Regions from separate parts of the Rattus norvegicus genome. Here region 1 is linked to region 2. Evidence: chromatin contacts called from public Hi-C data. All regions are on one chromosome and are shown on one strand. The core of a region is the stretch at or near the end of the contact, and the rest is flanking DNA. Distances in the headings are between cores, read along the strand shown.

Evidence for each region. A called contact is a pair of places that touch in the nucleus more often than the background predicts.
Region 1: a contact with region 2 is called in a Hi-C map of the A7r5 cell line, with 2.2 times the contacts expected there. The contact joins the enhancer-like site here to the promoter of Strip1 in region 2. A contact is called at or near these places in 3 of 12 Hi-C or Micro-C datasets (the A7r5 cell line, frontal cortex and kidney).

Annotation. Positions count from the first base shown.
Region 1 is chr2:197,998,921-198,001,943 of GRCr8, reverse strand. All of the region lies in intron 1 of Ahcyl1 (adenosylhomocysteinase-like 1), which reads left to right. Among named protein-coding and RNA genes, the nearest start is that of Ahcyl1, 16 kb to the left of the region's middle. Within about 2 kb of position 1,698, at least 41 of the 93 cell types and tissues checked have an H3K27ac peak or open chromatin away from gene starts, as enhancers often do.
Region 2 is chr2:197,954,799-197,958,010 of GRCr8, reverse strand. Strip1 (striatin interacting protein 1) reads left to right here and starts at 1,496. Exons shown (of 21, transcript NM_001399218.1): 1 at 1,496-1,689. The coding sequence starts at 1,510. LOC134485949 (a long non-coding RNA gene) reads right to left here and starts at 1,685. Exons shown (of 2, transcript XR_010064385.1): 1 at 1,365-1,685; 2 at 1-154.

The DNA of each region.
Region 1 (3,023 bases), core at 449-2,948, 44 kb before region 2:
ATATGTTTTTAAATACCTCAGAAAACGAGAAGAGTGATCCTGGGCCCTCAGATAGTCGCAGTAGTTAGAAAGGCTAGTCTTCCATGTGCGTCTAAGGTATGCTTTCTTAATGATTTGTTTTCCTAGTGCTTGCTGTTTACCTTTGAGTCTAGTTCTTCACCCTTAGGAGAGAACCTTCCTGAGGAAATTAAAGGCTATTAGATAGGTATGTGAAATAACAAAGTTAATAAGTTGTCTGACCTAACCTAATTTTTAGAGGACCCACATTAAACAATATCTGGATAAGGCACAGATGAAAGACATCATATCTACTTAACTATTTGAAAAGCTGCTTTAAAATAGCACGTTAAAATGGCCTGAAATTTAGATTTTAAAGATACAACAAGTAGACTTCCATGTTTGTGTGTGTGGTTATAGTAGCCAGCATGTTCCTAGTGGAGTAGTGAAAGTTCATCGCAAAGCCATCTGTTACTACTATATGGGGAGCCAGAGCACATACCCAGATTTTAGAGAGCCTTATTTCTTCCAGCATCTTCCGTAGGATGAAGTGGGTACTTAGTGCCAAGCGAATGTGTTGACTAAAGAATATACTACAACATTGACTAGAACAATATAATAAACCGTAGTCTATGGTCCTGATCAGTGTCACTTAACCATAGGGTCATAGTAGTGCTCTGGTAGCTCAGTGTCAATTAACCATAGGGTCATAGTAGTGCTCTGGTAGCTTTTAATTTCCTGTAATTGAAGAGAGAGAAGGGAATTTTGAATTAGGTGTGGGAAGGAGGGAGGGCAGCTAGGGTATTTACTTCTGAGTGTGTAGACTGTACATTTTCAGAAGGAAACTCAACTTTGGGTAGTAAAAATGAGTAAGATCAATTAAACAAGTAATTATAATTATTTTTCTTTTGAAGTTTATAACTTTTTTGGGTTGTCTGTGTTGTCTTTGTCTTAGTAAGTACTATACCATCTTATAGATCACTCCCTATACCCACCATAATGAACCCAAATTATTAGGTTAAGCTTTTCTTAGTGAGCCTCAGTGTTACAGAGAAGTCAGTCTAACCATCATAAGTTGTGCTTTAAAATAGCACACAATACTGATATGTATTATACTGCTGTATACTGAAATAGCACACTATACTGATAAGTACTATACTGCTGTATACTGGCCTGAAGATGCAGCAAGTAGACATCTGTTTGGATGTGCTCATAGGAGAGTGGTTGATGTTGCCTGTCCTTTCTCAGATATGCTGTTAGTCTGAGAGTGGAGATGAGTGATACTTTGGAAATTTTGTCTACTTTTCCTCCTTTCTTCCCTGAGCTTACTACCTGATGCAAAGCACCCCAGTGAAAACCTTATGGTTGGAGGAAATCATAACAATAAGAAATAATACAAACCATGCTTTTGCAATTGTTTTGGGTTTTCTTTTATCCAAATTACCATATTTTTTCCACTTAACTACTCTGAGTTTAACCCAAACAGAAAGCTGCTATTAGATCTGGTTTCACTAGAAACTAGAAGTTGGTTTTGGCAGTGGTATCCTTATTTACAGCATAAAGGTGAACAGCATGCAAAGATTCCTTCCACCAAGGGAGAAACAGCTGCTAGCTAGAAAGATCCTGTAGAGTTAGAGTCCTGGAAGAATCTGGCAGACCACTGCACTCTGTAGCAGCTGCTGTGAGACAAGTCTCTGCAGCTTGTAGTCAGGGTAGCAGAGAGGACAAGGACATCAAGCATCTGTGTGCTGCTGTACCACCTTACAGACAGCTACCCGCTGTGCCATCACTTGAGTTAACACTGCCTACTTGAAATGTGAACAGATGATACCCATTATCTGAGAGATGGGTGTTAGGAGCACTGCACAGAGTAGTAAGCTACTTGCCATAGACTACTATTTTTAGATGGGAAAGATTTTGCTAAGCTTTAGACCGCTGATAAGCTTTATTAATACAAGGAGAGGTTATGCCTATTAATCTCAGGTTGCCGAAGAAATATTTCTAGCTTGCTACAACTGCTTCTCTGTTTTTTATCTAAAAATCTGCAAGTGTTACTGAAGTTCCTTCCCCCACCTCACCACAACGTGGGTGGTATCTGGAATCATGCCCAGAACCTTTTGGGAAAAAAAAAAAAAGATGGAGAGGAGAGGAAATCTTAACAGCCAGAAGAAGGGAGCACTTGGGAACAGGCTGCCCGTGCCAGCAGCAGGGAGCCTAGCCTGGCGGAGGAAGTGCTGCTCTGGAAGCTGTTAAGGCCACAGTGGGCTCTTGACCATACTTTCTTTTCTGCCAAAGTAATTGCATATTAGGTTGAAATTCATTATTTTGGTCATCTCTTCTTGATTTACATCCTGCTGACTGAAGAAGGAGTGAACATGTAATTGGAAATCCTATTTAGAAGGATTTAATTTTTTGCTTGTTTTTCTTTTTGAAAAGCAGTTATGAATTTGAATTTAAGGTACTTAGAGTTTTAATACTTAAAGTAAAACAAATGTCTTGGGCTTCCTGAAGCTATTTGTTAATCAAATTCTGAAGTGATATATGTGACCCAGCTTGATTGGTGACGGTCACTTATCTTGAAGTTTGACATAATATTGACAGGAAAGGAGTTTTAAAGGATCACTTATTCTGAGATGTTTATTAAATATCTTCCTGTATGTGTGAGGCCTGACTTGCTATGGGGATATGTAGTTCTTTATGCCTTCAGTATCTGTTTTCAGACTTAATAAAACAGACTCTCCATTTCTGTGTCAGAGTTGCCTGAAGAAAAAGCTTGCACAGTTAGATGGTGAACCAAGATGAGTTCTGAACACCCAGATTTCTGTCTCTGGTCTGCTGTTTGATTCTGTCCTCTGCATTCGTTCTTAGTGGGAACCATGCTAGTTAAAATTTCAAAAGGCAAACCAGTGTCCCCTGGTTTGCTACTCTATGACTGTAGAGTCCTACCAGTTCTGGTTTTCGTTTGTTCATACTAACTGCCTACACCAAAGCTAAAGACTAAAACTGGTTCTTAGACTGCAGTGCTA
Region 2 (3,212 bases), core at 247-2,746:
GGAGGATTCTTTCTATTCCAGGGTGCACATGCCATGACAGAAAGAGCTGTCATCTGGAGATGCTCTGTCCTGTGAGGCTTTGCCACTCCTGATGACTAGAGGGTTGAAGCCAGCGACCGAGAATCTTTCACGTGCTTCTTGGGGAGGAAGGTTTCTGGAAGAGGACATTGTACAAACATCTTGGTTACTCCTATGTGTTTGGCACTCAGACATGAAGGAGAATGAGGTGTGATGCCAGTTTTTCGAGAATTGCTCCTTGAGTGAATATAGGGTGAGCAGGTAACTCAGAGAAAATGAGACAGCTACAAAATGAAGGCAGAAAAGCAAGGAGTTAATGCTTTCTAGCAAGGGTCATTTCTAAGAGATTATTAAACATACTCCACTTACCCCATGAGTTCTGTTATATTTTCATTTTCTGTTTTATTTATTCATTTCTCTCCTCCCATGTGAATGAAAACTCCACGAAGACTAGAATTCTAGTTTTGCTCATTATTATGTCCTTAAAGTATTTGTCAGTGGTTTGGGGACAGATACAAGTCCATACTGTCACCCTCAGCCCCACAAGGAATTCCCCTAATCCTTTAGGGACATCAACTCAGGCCAAACCAGAATCCAAATTTGGATTTTTGACTGTGTATGTGGTTTTTGTTTGTTTGTCTTTTGCCTGCGTCTATATCTTTGCACTATGTGTATGCCTCAAACCAGAACTTGTGTCTTGGAATTTCAAGCTTATCCATTCTGAAGCAGAGTTGGGACTTGTAGTAAAGATAATCTAACATAGCCTTTAGGCATGAGGGTTAGAAGAAAGGTGCTAAAAGGAAGGGAAGTAAGACATCCTAGAGTGTGGGGATCACCTCCCTAAGGGAGACTTTTCAGTTAGTATTAGCCATACACACCTTTTGGTGGTTCTCAAGTTATAAGGCTAAGAAATCCCAATTCCACTCCTGTGCATTTTGTCTCTTTTGATAAGTGAGATTATGAACGTGGCTCTAGAGGTACCTTGGATAGAATTATAATCTGATAAAGTAAAACCAGGAGTCCCTAGGGTTGCACAGGCGTTTCTTATATAAAGTCCTAGACTTTTCAGTTGGAAGGTGGGGGAAAAGCCACAACCAGTAGTTAATTGTACAGAAATTCTTTGCTAGTAAAACTCTTCAACTAGACCCATGAGTAAGGGATTCCTTTCTCTACTGATGTCTCCCTAATTTCCCCTTTCATCCTGCCTCACCTTGAACAGGGAGGGCCATTAAGTCTCACAGATAAAAAGACATCTAAAGGGGTTCCTGTGAGCCCAACCGCACGCCTCTGGCTTAGCTCCACAGGAAGGAGGGGAGGAGAAACTAAATGACAAAGAAGGGAAAGACCTCGGGAGGTGATTGGCAGCTGCGGCTTTCAACACACGCAGCCACACTGAATATGGCGATTGGGGAAATTTCCTGGAGGAAATCACGCGAGAGTTGCTTGACGGAGGCCATCCGCGAATTGAGCCGGGGGTGTGGAGCAGCCAAGATGGAGCCGGCAGCCGCCGGTCCCGGCCCTCTGATTGTGAACAACAAGCAACCCCAGCCGCCACCTCCGCCGCCGCCAGCTACCGCACAGCCTCCTCCTGGGGCGCCGAGGGCCGCCGGAGGCCTCCTGCCGGCGGGCAAAGCCCGCGAGTTCAACCGCAACCAACGCAAAGACTCGGAGGTCAGAGCTACAGGGGGGCGAGGCTGGCATCGGGCGGGTGGCAGAGGGGGTCCCGGGGCGGCATCCGAGACCAGCCGGACTTCCGGGTGGCATGACAGGGGGCTTACGAGCTGTCACTTGACTGAGAACCGTGCACTTATCGAGGCTGGCAGCCGCCACGGCCCCGGGGAGGAAAGCCGGGAGCCGTGTCACAAACTCTGCTGCGGCCCGGGGAGAAGATCCTGAAGCCGGGGACCGCGGGTCTGCCCTCGGGGGCGTGGCCTGAGGCACAGCCCTCCTGGGATGCAAAGTCGGTGGTCTGCTGGATTGTTAGCCCCTCATCGTTTCCGGCCTCTAATCTTAGGAGGGTGGTGGGCGACGCCGGGGACCCAGGAGAGCTTAGCCGGCGCTTAGGACAGAGCAGCTTCTCTCTCTGTGCTGCTCGGCCCCAGGTTATGAGAGGAGCCGAGAGAGCACACTGGCTTTCCCTCCGAATTTTAGTCAATGCAGGATCAAACCGCGGCCAGACGTTGCAAAGCATATTTAGTATGCCCAGTGAGCCCAGTGCTGAGCTGTTAAGGATTAGAAGTACACAAAGGGCGCAGGATTTCTCCTTCTTGCTAGTGAGCTGTGATTCCCTTTGCCCGCGCAGTCTGGAGCTATTCGCCTCACCCCAAGTTAAAATTCCTCCCACTGCTTCCGTTTGCAGAATTCATGAATGAACACACACCCCATCGTCGTCGCAGCATTTCAGGGCTTCTTAATCAGCACATTCATTCCCAGAGCGCTTACTATGCAATCTCCTCCACCTGAGACAATTTCCAGTGTGATGAGCAGCCAGGCACTTACTGAGAAGGAATTCCTCAAATTCAAATTTGATGCTCCAGCTCGTACCAGAGACTAAAGATACTGTCTTTAATCCTCTGAAATCAGTTCCTTTCAAGCATTTTGTTGTTGTTGCAGGCTCAACTTCTGATAAAACATGTCACAAATGAACAGAGTAGAGAGGATGAGCTTAGAGTGGCCTTTTTGAAAAAGATGAACCTTTTAGGAATCTTTTATTGTGGAATGGTGGAGGATCAGTGGTTACTTTCAGTGATCTCTCGAATATGGAGGAGTATCAAAGTTAAGTTTCTGAGACCTTTAATGGCCAGACTTGTTCAATTTTTTTAAAGAGGACCCTGAGAATTGAGCTACACCCTCAACTTTTTTTTTTTAAAGATTTATTTTATGTACACTGTCGCTGACCTCAGACACACCAGAAGAGGGCATCGGAGCCCATTACAGATGGTTGTGAGCCACCATGTGGTTGCTGAGACTTAAACTCGGGACCTCTGGGAGAGCAGTCAGTGCTCTTAACTGCTGAGCCATCTCTCCAGTCACCCAACTTTCTTTTTTAAACGTTTGAGTGGGCTGGAGAGATAGTTTAGTGGTTTAAAGCACTTGCTGCTCTCTCAGAGGATCCCACCAGCCATGTTGGGCGGCTCACAATTCCAGCTCGTAAGGATTCAGTACCCCACTTCTGACCTCCATGGGCACTTGTA